2 separate regions of the Sus scrofa genome follow, and region 2 is linked to region 1. Evidence: chromatin contacts called from public Hi-C data. All regions are on one chromosome and are shown on one strand. The core of a region is the stretch at or near the end of the contact, and the rest is flanking DNA. Distances in the headings are between cores, read along the strand shown. Region 1 holds the start of PACSIN2 (protein kinase C and casein kinase substrate in neurons protein 2). Region 2 overlaps PACSIN2 (protein kinase C and casein kinase substrate in neurons protein 2).

Evidence for each region. A called contact is a pair of places that touch in the nucleus more often than the background predicts.
Region 2: a contact with region 1 is called in a Hi-C map of retroperitoneal adipose tissue, with 1.7 times the contacts expected there. The contact joins the enhancer-like site here to the promoter of PACSIN2 in region 1. A contact is called at or near these places in 2 of 5 promoter capture datasets (fetal liver and liver), 10 of 47 Hi-C or Micro-C datasets (alveolar macrophages, blood, embryonic fibroblasts and 5 more) and 2 of 2 datasets of contacts at active chromatin or transcription factors (alveolar macrophages and skeletal muscle).

The regions. Positions count from the first base shown.
Region 1 is chr5:5,851,236-5,857,442 of Sscrofa11.1, reverse strand. PACSIN2 (protein kinase C and casein kinase substrate in neurons protein 2) reads right to left here and starts at 4,066. Exons shown (of 11, transcript XM_021091423.1): 1 at 3,894-4,066.
Region 2 is chr5:5,954,874-5,961,530 of Sscrofa11.1, reverse strand. The region is part of intron 3 of PACSIN2 (protein kinase C and casein kinase substrate in neurons protein 2); the gene reads right to left. Among named protein-coding and RNA genes, the nearest start is that of ARFGAP3, 36 kb to the left of the region's middle. Within about 2 kb of position 3,265, at least 9 of the 83 cell types and tissues checked have an H3K27ac peak or open chromatin away from gene starts, as enhancers often do. A contact at or near this core is called in alveolar macrophages and retroperitoneal adipose tissue, where this site is marked.

The DNA of each region.
Region 1 (6,207 bases), core at 2,817-5,316:
CTGCCAAACATAACTCATAATGACAACCACCAAGGAAGCAAAACCTAATGGAAAAACCCCAAGCTGGCGACCAGGAGCCCTGATGCTGATCCCAGGACAGGCTGCTGGCTGTGTAACCCTCCTAAAATGGCGGCAGGCCTGGTACCCCTTTCTCCATCCATCACCACTCACACCCCTCAGAAATGTTTTTGAGGACCAAAAAGGACAGGTGAAAATGCTTTGGGATGTGTCTTCTATAAATGTAGTCATCATTATTATTATTAGCTCAAAGACGACCAAGAAAATAGGATTACAGACTAACAGAGGCCAGAGGGAGCTAAGAGATGGGATGAGCCGGGCGTTACTAGTCTGGGGTCCAGCCTCTGATGCTGTCCCCAAGTGCGCTTTCTGGGAAGACAGCTCTAATTGCTATCAGATTCTCACAAGGTTAAGGACCTCTAAGGCCCTACTTTTACAAACATGAAAACTGAGACCTTAAGTTATGTGACTGAGGAAAGGGCTGGACAGAGCCGGGGCTCCTAGTCTCCATCCATGCTCCTTCCACTCCAAGTAGGAAAAAAGTCACATAAATCTCACATAGCCATGGAGTATGTTAATACAAACCACTGCACATGTGCCTTCTGAAGTTAGAGAAAATTTTCCATCCTTATTTTTCTCTCTTAAAGCCTTCTTGCTGAGGTCTTTGATCACTTAGACAGCATTCTATTCATTTCTATATTCTCATATCTTATTCTTTCAGTGCCTAATGTCAAGAAATACCCACATGGTGCTTTAATGTTGAAAATAAAGATTTTATTCTAGGAAACAAGAAAACTAAACTACATGGTGCTCTGTTTTATTAAGCAAACAGATAAACATACAATCATGGGAATAAATACAAGTTAACATAATTTAACTAAGGAGTTTTTGTCATTTGTGTTTTTAATCAAAATATCAAAACTTGTGCTCTTAGATGGCCACTGTCCCTCAAATAGTTACCTTTGGAAATATACATACGCCAAGAATGTTGCATTGTACAAAATACTTTGAAAACTCTTCTTTTTAAGATTGTCTCTAGTCAGTATAGCACAATCATCTGAAAACTAAAAATCTGACGGAATTCCTACACAGCCATCCCAGGGACCACCACTAGGCCTATCAGGAAACAGGTTTCAGGCACTGACATGCTTTCAGGTATGTGAAGAATCATTCCAGGTCCATAAGGAAAGGTCTCCACCTGTGGAATGCAAACTGACTTCGTAACTAAGGCATGGCTGTGCTGCCTTCAGGCATGCAGCTGCACTTCCAAACAACCTAATTGGAAAAAAACTGAGCCAGCACTATCGCTCACGTGAATGTGGTCATTACCCAAATAATCTACAGGGTGGCCTCCACAAAGCCACGGGTACAATGTGATGGCAGATAAGGCAGGCCAAGCCAGATGCGAGGTTTAGGTGAGGGGGAGAGCGCTTGCTAAATGCTATTGTGATCTCTAGAGACAAGGCGCTGTTACTATTACTAAGACATCTGTGTCATCTTTTTGATATTCCATAATATCCTATAATCAACTGATGACCAGACCAGAAGGGAAATCTGAGCATCATGTCCTTAACTTGGTCTGCACAGACTTCCAAGTGAATAAAGAAATGAGAAAATTAAGGACAAATGTCCTTCAGCTCCCATCCCAGAAACTGCCTGGCCATCAAAAATCTAGACAGGGCATCCAGGACGGGGGAAAGCCAACAGCAGCAAGCTGTGTTCAAACCCCAGATACTATTTTTTACAAATGCATACTTTTAGACTGTTTAAATATTATGACCTACATCTTATAATTTGAAACTAAAAGTAATAAAGTTCCAGTTCCCCAAAAGCATGAGCTGAGAATGACATTTCCATCCAAATGAGTTTTTACTCTTCTCCAAAAAAAGTGGATTAAGAGTGCAGACCTAGTCGCTCATCCACTCCTGTGCTACATTACTTTCCAAAGTACTAAATATCACCAGTTTAACGGCCAATTTCTTTAAAGCTTCAAGACAATTGTCAGAAGGAAAACACACGACAGAAAAGTTTTTGATGCAGTGGGCTCATATCTCAACTAACAGAACCTCATTAAGGAGACTGTGAAACTCTAGAATTAAGTTTAAATGCACACAGATTATTGTTTCCCATGTGAATCCAGAGAAACCCCACTTGCACTGGCTCCCATTCAATGCCTCTATGGAGAGGCTCCAGGCGGGACTGGGAATCAAGTAGAATAAGAACTTTCACAGAATGAGAGTTTCTGCTGTGGATCAGCAGTAATGAACCTGACTAGTATCCATGAGGATGTGGGTTCGATTCCTGGCCTAGCTCAGTGAGTTAAGGATCCAGCATTGCTGTGGCTGTGGTGTAGGCTGGCAGCTGCAGCTCCGATTCAGCCCCCAGCCTGGGAACCTCCATTTGCTGCAGGTGCAGCCATAACATTTAAAAAATAATAGTAATAACCTTCAGGGAAGAAGGGGAAGAAGGGTTGGTTCCCTTGCCCTGGCTCCAACCTGACAATCCTGGGAGAGTTAAAACAGAACTTCAGCACAGTGGGATAACTGGAGAGGAAGCAACTGCAGAGAAAGGAAGGCATTTTTGTGAGCTCACCGCTTGCAACCTAGGTTTAAATTCTCTGGGCTGGTCTCCTGATTTTCATCAGGACAGCCAGGGAGTGTTTGGTAAACAGTGTAATGAGTAGTCGTGGAGACTCTGAGCAGCCAGCCCTCCTTAACCACAAAAACACAGGACAGTTGAGGTAAAAGAGAGAAATCAAGACCCAGGGACACACACGCCCCACCTGAAGGCCACCTTCCCTCAGGCACCCAACCCAAGAGCAGCATCCTCAAAGGCTGCAGCTCCGTGGGATCCCCAGGAGGCAGCGCTGCTCGCCCCCCGACCACCTCCGTCTAAAACAGAAAACCAGCGTTTTCAGCTCCTGGAGCTAAAAACCCAACTGAGCCACTGAAACTGAGCAGCAGAAAGCACCCCCTCTCCGCTCCAGGCCTCTCCGGATGCCCCGGCAGGCTCGGAACCCTACGGGAGGAAGGGCGCTCACGTTGCTCCAAACGACAATCTGGGAAAACTCCCAGGGGCGACCAGCCTCTCCGGCCTGCGTCCCCAGCCCCAGGACCTGCTCGCAAAAGGGGCTGGCCACCCCCCACCCCCCTCCCCGCCCCCGCCTCACCTACAACATTGAGCCTGGAGAGGGAGGGGAGGGTGGGAAGGAAGGAAATGGACGACGGTCATCAAAGGGCCCCAAATGAGCGCATCCGCATATGTGTCCGGGCTGCTCGGGCCGCCTCCGCCCCTCCAGGCCACCCTCGGACCCAGCCCTGCCCTCCTCTCGCCGGCGCTTACCCGGCCCCTCGGCTCCCACGCGGCTCCCCCAGCCTCCCGCGCCTGCCCGCGCTTCCCCCAGGGAACCCCGGCACCCCTCGACTTCCCCGCCTCCCCTCGCTAGGTCTCTCCTCAGGGCTCCCACCTGCCCTTCCGCAGCAGCCCTCTGACCCCGCGGGCCCCGCTCCCCAACTTCTCCCTCCAGAAGCCCTCACTCGAGAACTCGTCCGCTCCTCCGCGGCGCCGCCGCCGCCCCAACCCCGCACGCCCGGCCCCCGCCTCCCGCAAGCACCCCACCCGCCCTCCGGACGCCCCGCGACGCGCCCTCGGGCGCCCTCCCTCGGCCCCCCCGACGTCCCCTGAACGCAGTGGCCCCTGAACACACCCCCTCCCACAGCGACAGGAAGTTCGCGCGCCGCCGGCGCGGCCCCTGAGGCTGCCCTCGGGCGCGGAGCGCGGCCGCGCCGCGGCGGCCTGACAGGGCTCGGGCCCGGCCGCCGACCAGCGCCCCGCGTCCGTCCGCGGCGCCCCAACCGTCGCGGTGGGCCCCTCACCTCGGCCGCCGCTCGCCTCTCAACACGCCGCTCACTCCGCTCCAGCCGCGACGGTGACTCCTGCCCCGGCTCCGACTCCGGCTCCGGCCCGGCTCCCGCCCTCGCTCTGGCCGCGTTACCCAGCCCTGCCCTACCCAGCCGCTGCCGCTTCTGCCGCCAGCCCAGAGCGCCCCGCCCCCGCCGCACCCGCTCTGCTCGCCCCATTGGCTGCAGGGCGCCGGGCCCCGCCCCACGGCCCTGTAGGCGTCCCTGATTGGGCCAGAGTAGTTCGGAGGTGGCACGCCCCCTAGCGCGCCAAAGGGGCCTCCCCTGGGCGTCATTGGCGACTTCCCCTGTCAATCAAATAGGGAGCGCCTACTTAACTGAGGAGAGGGCGGCCGGGGTCACTTTCCTGGAGTCCCTCCAAAGCTGTGATTCGCCAGGCTTACTCCCCGGAGCCAGAGTGTTTCGGTTTTTGCGGGCACCCAAGGGTGGGGGCCGCGCCAGGGTAGCACCGCACTTGATTGGGAATTCAGGGAAGTTAGACATTCTGAAAGTTTCCTCTCCTACGGCATTCACAGAAGCCAAGGTCCTCAGGGCTTCGTCAGATTCACGCAGCAAGAATATATTCCACTTGAGCCGGCTTAGCTTAAGCAGGCCAGAGGTGGGGGGTGGTGAGTGAGTGTGTGTGTGTGTGTGTGTGTGTGTGTGTGTGTGTGTGTGTGTACACAGCCCACGCGAGGATTTAGGAAACCCATGCCAGGTAACTTGCTGGGGGTGGCTCTACATGAATAGAGGAAATAAATGGCAGATCCAGGATTAGAAACGCAGGTCAGCCGGACCCCAGGCCTGAACTGGTTCCACACCACCAACTTGATACCATCACGAGGATGGTACAGCAACACGGGACACGCTTAAACTAAAGGGTTAAAAGGAAAAGCCCCGTTCAAAATGTCGGACCCTCTAAAAACTGCTTCTACCTTTAGGTAAAGACTAGAAGAACGCGAACTCTTCTCGTGGACAGAAGAAACAGTGGTTTTCCCCTTTCTCAAGTATATCTGTTCTTGGGGGGGGGGATGAGTTTGGAATTTGGGATTAAAGTATACACACACTACTACATATAAAGTAGATAAACAAGAAGGACCTACTATATTGCATAGGCAACTTTTTTTGAATTTTATGATTTTTTATTTTTCCATTAGAGGTGATTTACAGTGTTCTGTCCATTTGTACTGAACAGCAAAGGGACCCAGATCATCTTTTTCTCACCTTATCCTCCATCATGTTCCATCACAACCGACTGGGTATGGTTTGCCCAGGGAACTGTTTTAAATATCTTGTCATAGCCTACAATAGGAAAGACTCTGAAAGATAATATATATACATATATATATGTCAGAATATATATGTCAGAACATACAAATGAGAATATATATGTATTCTGAATCACTGAATCTTTTTGCTGCACACCTGAAACATTAAAAATCAACTATACTTTAAACAAATCAAGTATTTGCTCTGCTGCATCATGGTTAATGATGATAAGTGAGAAAGATGAACCAGAAAGGCACCGCCATGTTGTGCAAGGACCAGCCACTGCCAAGAAGTCACTGCCTTCCTCTAGGGCTCAGCCTGCAGGGCCACTCTGCCACCCAGAACACCCAGAACAGTGTGTGCAGAGCCCAGCCATCAGCTGGGGTCTCCCAGGCCTCTGAGGTCTGCATAAATTCTGGGGGCACTGCTGCTCCCTGCCCTGGGACGATTCAGAGTCTTTCCCATGGTTTCTGAATTAGTGCCCATCACCTCTGCCTCCAGCCTCCTGCTCTTGCCCACACGCTCGCTGGTCCTGGCCATCATCCTTGTCTCTGTTTGCACACACTCACACCAGCCCCTTCATACACACCACCGGTGAGGCTAGCAGGGATTCCTGCAGACTGAACCCCAAAAGGAGGCATCTAGCCTGCCACTGCCTGGCAACACAGGACACCTCCTGAGCTCTTTGGGCCTCTTGGCCCAGAGGTCACTATCTGGCCACATGACCCAGGCAGCCTCTACACACTGGCTCCCTTCTCTTCTCTCCTCTTCCTTCTAAAGGCAAAAACAAAATTCCTTTCATTTTCTTTCACCACCAGTTTGACGCTTGCTCAACGCTTGGACTTTCACCTCTGATCCGGCAGCTCTTCCAAGGAGAGAGCTCCCCCTCACCAGCTTGCTGAGCATCCCAACTTGGACCCCGCAAACATTTCCCAGTGTTGCATCCAGCCTCCCCCATCAGATCCAAACAGGCCTGGAGCCCAGTCCTCCCTCTGCTCCTTCCCCACTGAGGGGACGTGGG
Region 2 (6,657 bases), core at 2,016-4,515, 100 kb before region 1:
ATTTAAACAACAGCTCTTGAAATCTGAAAAGCAAGGAATACAGAGGATGTTTCCAGAAGCACGTGCTTTATTTAGGCTTATGTGCGGCACTGCTGGGGCTGAGGGGCAAGGGAGTGCTCACGACCACAGGCAAGGTCTGCCCTGCTGTCCTTTGCTCAGGGAAAAGTCAGTGACAGCTCACCACTTCCGTCCACACTCGGGAACATTCACCAGGGATCACTGCTTCCACCCCCACACACCACCCAGCGGCAGAGCAGCGTGGCTTTCCCAGTCCCTCCCTGCACAGCGTGCGGGTGGTCGTCCTCAGAGCAGACCCGCTGGTCTCTTGTAAACGGAGATGTAACCGACATAAAATAAAAACTACCTTTTACAGGTAGAGACTTGGATGTGTTGAGATGGACACACGGCGTGCATAACCATCAGCACGTCAGGGCAGAGAATACTCCCACCTCCCAGAGGTCCCTCGGTCCCTCCTGCTGTCAATCTTCTCCCCACACTGCCCCTGGCAACCACTAACCTGACTTCTGTCCCTTTTCCAAGATGTCCAGAATAAGCGGAGACCACATAGTATGTAACCTGGCTTTGGTAACTGGCTCTGTCACTTACTGTAAGGCTTTTGCGACTGCCCTATACTGTTTCCTACATCAGTGATTCATTCCACTTCATTGCGAAACAGTATTCTATTGTGAGAATATACCACCATCTGTTTACCTTTTCATTCTGTTGAAGGACATTTGGGTTGTTTTTGGTTTGGGACAATTATAAGCAAAGAAGCTAGAAACATTACCTATAGGTCTTTGTGTGGACATTGGTTTTCATTTCTCTTGGGCAAATAGTTAGGAGTGGAATTGCCATCTGGTAAGTGTACGTCTAACTTTATATGAAAAAGTGGCTGGACCACTTTGCACTCCCATCAGCAGTGCAGGAATTTTAATTGCTCTGCATCCTCAGTAGCACTTGGCATTGTCAGTTTGTTTGTTTGTTTGTTTTGTCTTTTAGGGCTGCATCCACAGCAATGGAGGTTCCCAGGCTAGGGGTCTAATCAGAGCTGTAGCCGCTGGCCTACACCACAGCCACAGCAACTCGGGATCCGAGCCGCATCTGCGACCTACACCACACCTCACGGCAACGCCAGATCCCTAACCCACTGAGCAAGGCCAGGGAGCAAACCTGTGTCCTCATGGATGCTAGTTGGGTTCGTTAACCACTGAGCCAAGACAGGAACTCCCTATTGTCAGTTTTAACAAAAACCATTTTAGCCATTCTGTTTCATATACAGAAATAACTCACTGTGATTTTAATTTGTGATTTCCTCGTGTCTAATGATACTGAGCATCTTTTCTTGCTGCTATTTGCCAACCACATGGCTTCTATGGTAGAGTGTTTTGTCTTTTTTAAAACTGAGGTATAATGACTGGTTTTTAAAATGCAAGGAAATTGATTTCAAATATATGTTAAATGGATGATACATTAAAGTCAGGATGTGTATAGTTAGCTATTTCTGCTTTATTGGTTTTATAATTAAAACGCTCCTCTCTTACTTTTCAAAACACTAGCTTGTTTTGAATTGGCCAAATGGCAGATAACTTCATGTAGGAACTGAAAATAAACACGCTTTCTTCCAATACTAATCAATTGCTTTGTTCATAAAATGTCCATTTTGAAAACTAGGTCTGAAGCCGTCTACGTTTCTAACTTTCTCTAAATTCAGGCTCACCCCCTCAGATACCATGGTGCTGAAGACAGATGCTCAACATGCAAGTGCCTGGGTGCAGGGTGGGAAGCCCCTACTCTCCCCCAGGAACCACTTGGCTGAGGGAAGGGGCGGGGGGGGGGCAGGTATACTGGAGGCAACATCCAAAGTGAGTTTGCACGGACAGGTGGGAAGCTGGACAGACTGACGGCGAGGTGAGGGGAGTGACTCCAGGCAGAGACAGTGTTGGCAAAATGAAGAAAGTGAGACAACACGGAGACCTGGGCTCGGGGAGAAGCCATTAGGAATGCAGGGGTGACTGGGCTAGCTGGGGGCTGGATGCAGTGGGTGGCCTGGGAGGTGGGGTCAGACAGTGAAAAGGCTTCACCCTGAAGGGGGCAGTGCTCCGGGAGGGACGGGTGGGGTTCAGGAGGTAAAGCCCCTGGAGGGACAGTACGAGTAGCCTCTGCCTCTGAGGCACAGCAGGAGAAAGGAACGGCTCTGTCCTCTAGGTGGCAGACGGGGGCAGGACAGAGGTAGCAGGATCCCAGCTCCCAGGGACCTCAGGTGGCGGTTCCTGCAGGCCGGGCCTATGTGGCAGAAAGAACGGAGCCACCTCCTTCCCGGATTCTTCCAGAGACGGTTCTCCCTCCTCCCTCCACCCAACCACCAAGCTCTGCCCGGCTGGTTCTGCTGTCTCCTGGCAATCTGAGTCGCTCTACCCTCTTTCCACCCACGATGCCCTTCGCCTATGCCCAGAGGCCAGGGGCTGCCCGCCGTCTTCCTGGCCGCCTGTGAGTCTCACCCTCATCCTTCCTCTGGCTCCCCTCTGCCTGGGCCCCAGAACCCAGTGGAAGACAAGCCTTGGTTTCACGGCCAGCTAGGACGAGTCTGGGGCTGGAGCTGCAGGGACCCCTTGGCAGAAACGTCTGTGTAACTGAGAACCAGAGCGGAGACAGTGGGCTTTGCCTAAAAGCCAGCGGGTTTATAATTACGGGGTGCTGGGAAGGACTGTTCAAACAGGTCCCACCAGTTCCTCATTCAGCCCCTGGGTGTGAACAGTCTGGGACGCAGCCCACAAGGATGCAGGAGACGTTTGCTTCTCTGGCCTTCCAGCTGCTTACCTTTGCCAACTCTGTCTGCGGAACAGAGCGGCCGAAGGCAGCAGGAAAGCCAGCGGATGGGGAAGCAGGTCAGTGGGACCCCCGGGATCCCAGAGGGATGGGAGGCAACGTGAATGCAGACATGTAGCTCCTCTGAGCCCCACCCACTGGCCCCCAGGGCCACCAGTTACCAGGACCAAGGTCTGGCCAGGGGACCTACACGGTGCCGCGCACCAACCACTTCACACACACACACCGTCCACGTTAGTCCTTTACCCTCCTCTTCGGTCGGTGACCACCTCACAGACAAAACACTGACCACAACCAAAGTCCCAGGGTGAAACCAGAGGCCAGGTGAGAAGGGAGCTGGGCTCTCCCTCCCCCTGCGGCCTCGGCACGAACCTCGTCCTGCGTGGCTCACCTTAATGTCACGAAGAATCCTAGGACTCCCTGGACGCCCCCAGGTACCCCAGGAGGTTCTGGCTGTCTCACTGCTGCCTTGATGCACAACTGAGGGAGGGAGCAGTAGCCCTCACACAGAGGGTGCTCTTAGGCCTGTGCCCCAGACCACCCTGCCCCTGGATGGCCTCACCTCCCGCCGGCCCGGGCCTGTGCAGACCAGAGCCCACAGCACACAGCAGGTCGACCCACACGCCTTCCAACTGTGTCCCAAGGGGCTGGGCCTTTGTCTTCCTTACCCACCGCTTCTTCCACCGCCTCCCGCTCACTGGCTCTCAGCAGGCCCTCAATAAAAATGTGAAAGGTAAAACCCTGATGCAGCTAGAAAAAAATATAGGCAGGGCAGGACCCCTCAGCAAAATTTCAAAAGTAGAAGCTATAAGGATATGTGGGCACACAGTTGTGTGTGTGTGTAAATAAACTATTACCTCAAAAATTAAGGATTTCTGTTCAGAAATCAGTAACACAGACAAAGTTAACAGATTCAAATACTGTCTCCTAATCTGCTTAAATTGTCTAAAGTGACATGGGACTAAAATCTGAACTATCTCAGGAAGCCCGACCCATCAACACTGAGAGGCCTGCAGGAAGATGCGCACAGATACGAGTGGTGACCCGCGAGAGAAGCGGAAGGTCACGGGGCTAACGGCCTGAGCGAAGGGCTCACACTCGTGGGACTTGGGGGAATGCCCACGAAAAGAGCGACACAGCTCTGCCCCCCACAGAGGGCACTCGGGAGAGCAGGAAGGGCCAAGCGTAGGGTGGAGCTGCGCACTGAGGACCCCCTACTGAGCCACGCGGGTGGGAAAACAGCCAGGGGCGGGCCTGTGACCACCAGGCAGGAAGGCAGGGAGCAGACACGTGCCCCAGGAGGACCCAGCCTCGTTGCTCCTGAGTTTTATCCCCAAAGAAATGCTGGCTCAGATCATGGAGCACCTGGGGGGCACCCCAGTGTGGCAACAAAAAGGACAGGCAGGACTGTGTAGACACTGCAACGGAAGAGATCTCACTGACAGTGCCGAGAGGAGAAAGACAGAGAAGCGGAACGAGAAACGGAACAACAGGGCACAGGATGCCTCGACATGAATTCAAAATATTGGCACATAAGCAAGGATGACACCTACGCGAGAACACAGGCGCACACAAATGCCGTAACCTTAGAAACGGGGAGTGGCTCAGGTGTCAAAGGCAGGGAGGTGGTGCTGAACGCGTTCGCCTACCTGCCCCAATCCCGGCTCCCTGCTAAGGCTCGGTGGCTGGTCTTCCCCACGGAGGCACCCCTGACACCTGCCACACCACCAAGAGGGCGCGCCTGGATCGCCTGCGCTAGCAGACAGGCGACACCAGTCCCCTGCCGTAGCGTCCTGCTGGCTGGTCCACCTGGGGACCACAAGGGCCCTTCCAAACACTGTCCCCATGGGTCACAATCGTGCCGTTAGCCTCCCTGCCCCAGCTGGACTGCAAGCCTCCTGGTAACAAGCACAGCACAGTATTTTTCATCAGCAGCAGCATCATAATTGATGCCAGGCTGTGGGCTGACAGCTCTACATGTCACCTCATTTAATCTTGTAATGATCCCAAGGCAGTGGGATTTTACAGAAAAGGAAACAGATTTGAAGAGGCAAAGTCACTCATAATCATGCAGCCGAAAGGAGGCAGACTCCACCTTCCAGAATCTTCCTCGGGCTGAGAACAGGGCGAGTGTTAGAGCCAAGACTTAAAAGGTCACTATCAGGTGATGTGTGTGTTTCCAACCAGCTCTGCAGGTTCCAGGAAAGGCACAGACAGAGTTCGAGCCTGTGGGTCACTGTGTGACCCCACTCCTGGACGCTCCTGATGCCTCCGCGTGCTGAAGAGGCTCATGCCAGGCCCTCGGCCTGGGAACTAAGACCCTGTGCCAGAGCCGACCTTGATTCACTCTCAGAAAGCTCGTGTCCTTTAACCTGGTAAAGCCCAGGCAGCACAACTGCTCCCTCTACACCCTGGGGAGGCAGGTTCAAGAGTGAGCCAGCTGTGCCGACCTGGCTGGACAAGAAGGACAAGCTTCTGGTGACCCTCCAGGCAGTGCTCTGTGTCAGAGACAAATTGTTTATCCACAGCTTCCCAGTGTGGCCAGAAGCCCGGGGATCTTCTCAAGTAGCTTCAAAGACAAGGATGAAAGACAAGCCTTCAGGGACCCTTAATTACAGCCCTGCGGAGGTGGGCGACGGCCCCCCAGGAGGCCGCCTGCCCTCTGCCCCTTCCCACCAGGTCTCTGCCTGCATCTCCACGCCTTCGGCTGCACAGTGGAGCTGGGCTGATTCTGTGAGGACAAGGGCTTGGCGAGTTCACAGCATAGGCTGGGTTCCTTTCCAGTCAGACGTGCTCTTAGCCTGGGGGGCTGTCACTTACAAGGCCATTTCCTCATCGTCCGTTCAGACACAAAATGAAGAGAGAGGACAGGAATAGACGACCGCCACGATTCCAGGATTTCTAACTGAACAGTCTGCCAACGCCGCCACCGGCTGGCTGCCTCCCAAAACACTCGCAACTCAATTTTTTCTCAACCCTCTTGACACCCACAACTGTGTGACAAACACCTACTGTGTGCCAAGGACTCCGTGCGAGACTAGGGGATGCAGGGGATGCAGTGGTGAACAACCACTGCGGTCCCCACTGCTGTGGGACTTGTGCTCAAGTCACAATTACAGACGTGACAAGTTCTGGAAGGAGCACTGCAGACGTCGGGGCTGCCTGGAGGAAGCGATGTTTGAGGCAAGAGCTGAAGGAACTCTGGGGCAAGGTCGCTTTCTGAGGGTCCGAGGGAGGGTGCTGAGGCCCACGGACCATGGGGGACGCCGCCCGCTCCATGAAGGTCCCTCTGCCAGGCAGTTCGTGCCTCCCTTGTTACTCTGCCTCCACGTCTGCTGTCACATGCAAAATGTGGTTGGCACGGTAGGTTTTGAGGGCAAGGTCTACATCTTTCTTCTTCTCCATCCACCATGCCAGGCACACAGAGGGCACCTAGTAATATCCTCTCAATGTCTGAGTGGTGCTGGGAGCAGAGATTCTGTTCCATGTAGACAGGAGGAGACTGAGAAGTTGCTGGGCGCCCAGCTAGAAGCACGGGGAATGAAGTAAATCATGAGACTTTATTTACTGAGGTGGGTTTTTTTTTTTAAACTTTATGGCTATACCTGCGGCATATGGAAGTTCCCAGGCCTAGGACTGAACCAGAGCTGCAGCTGCGGCAACGCAGGATGCTTTAATCCACTGTGCCAGGCCAGGGATCGAACCTGCACCTCCACAGTGACCTGAGCTGCTACAGCGCTACGCCACGGCAAGAACTCTTATTTACTGAGTTCTTAATTGAGGGAGTTCCTTGAGCTCTCTCCACAAAGAATCAACTCTCAGCATATCTCC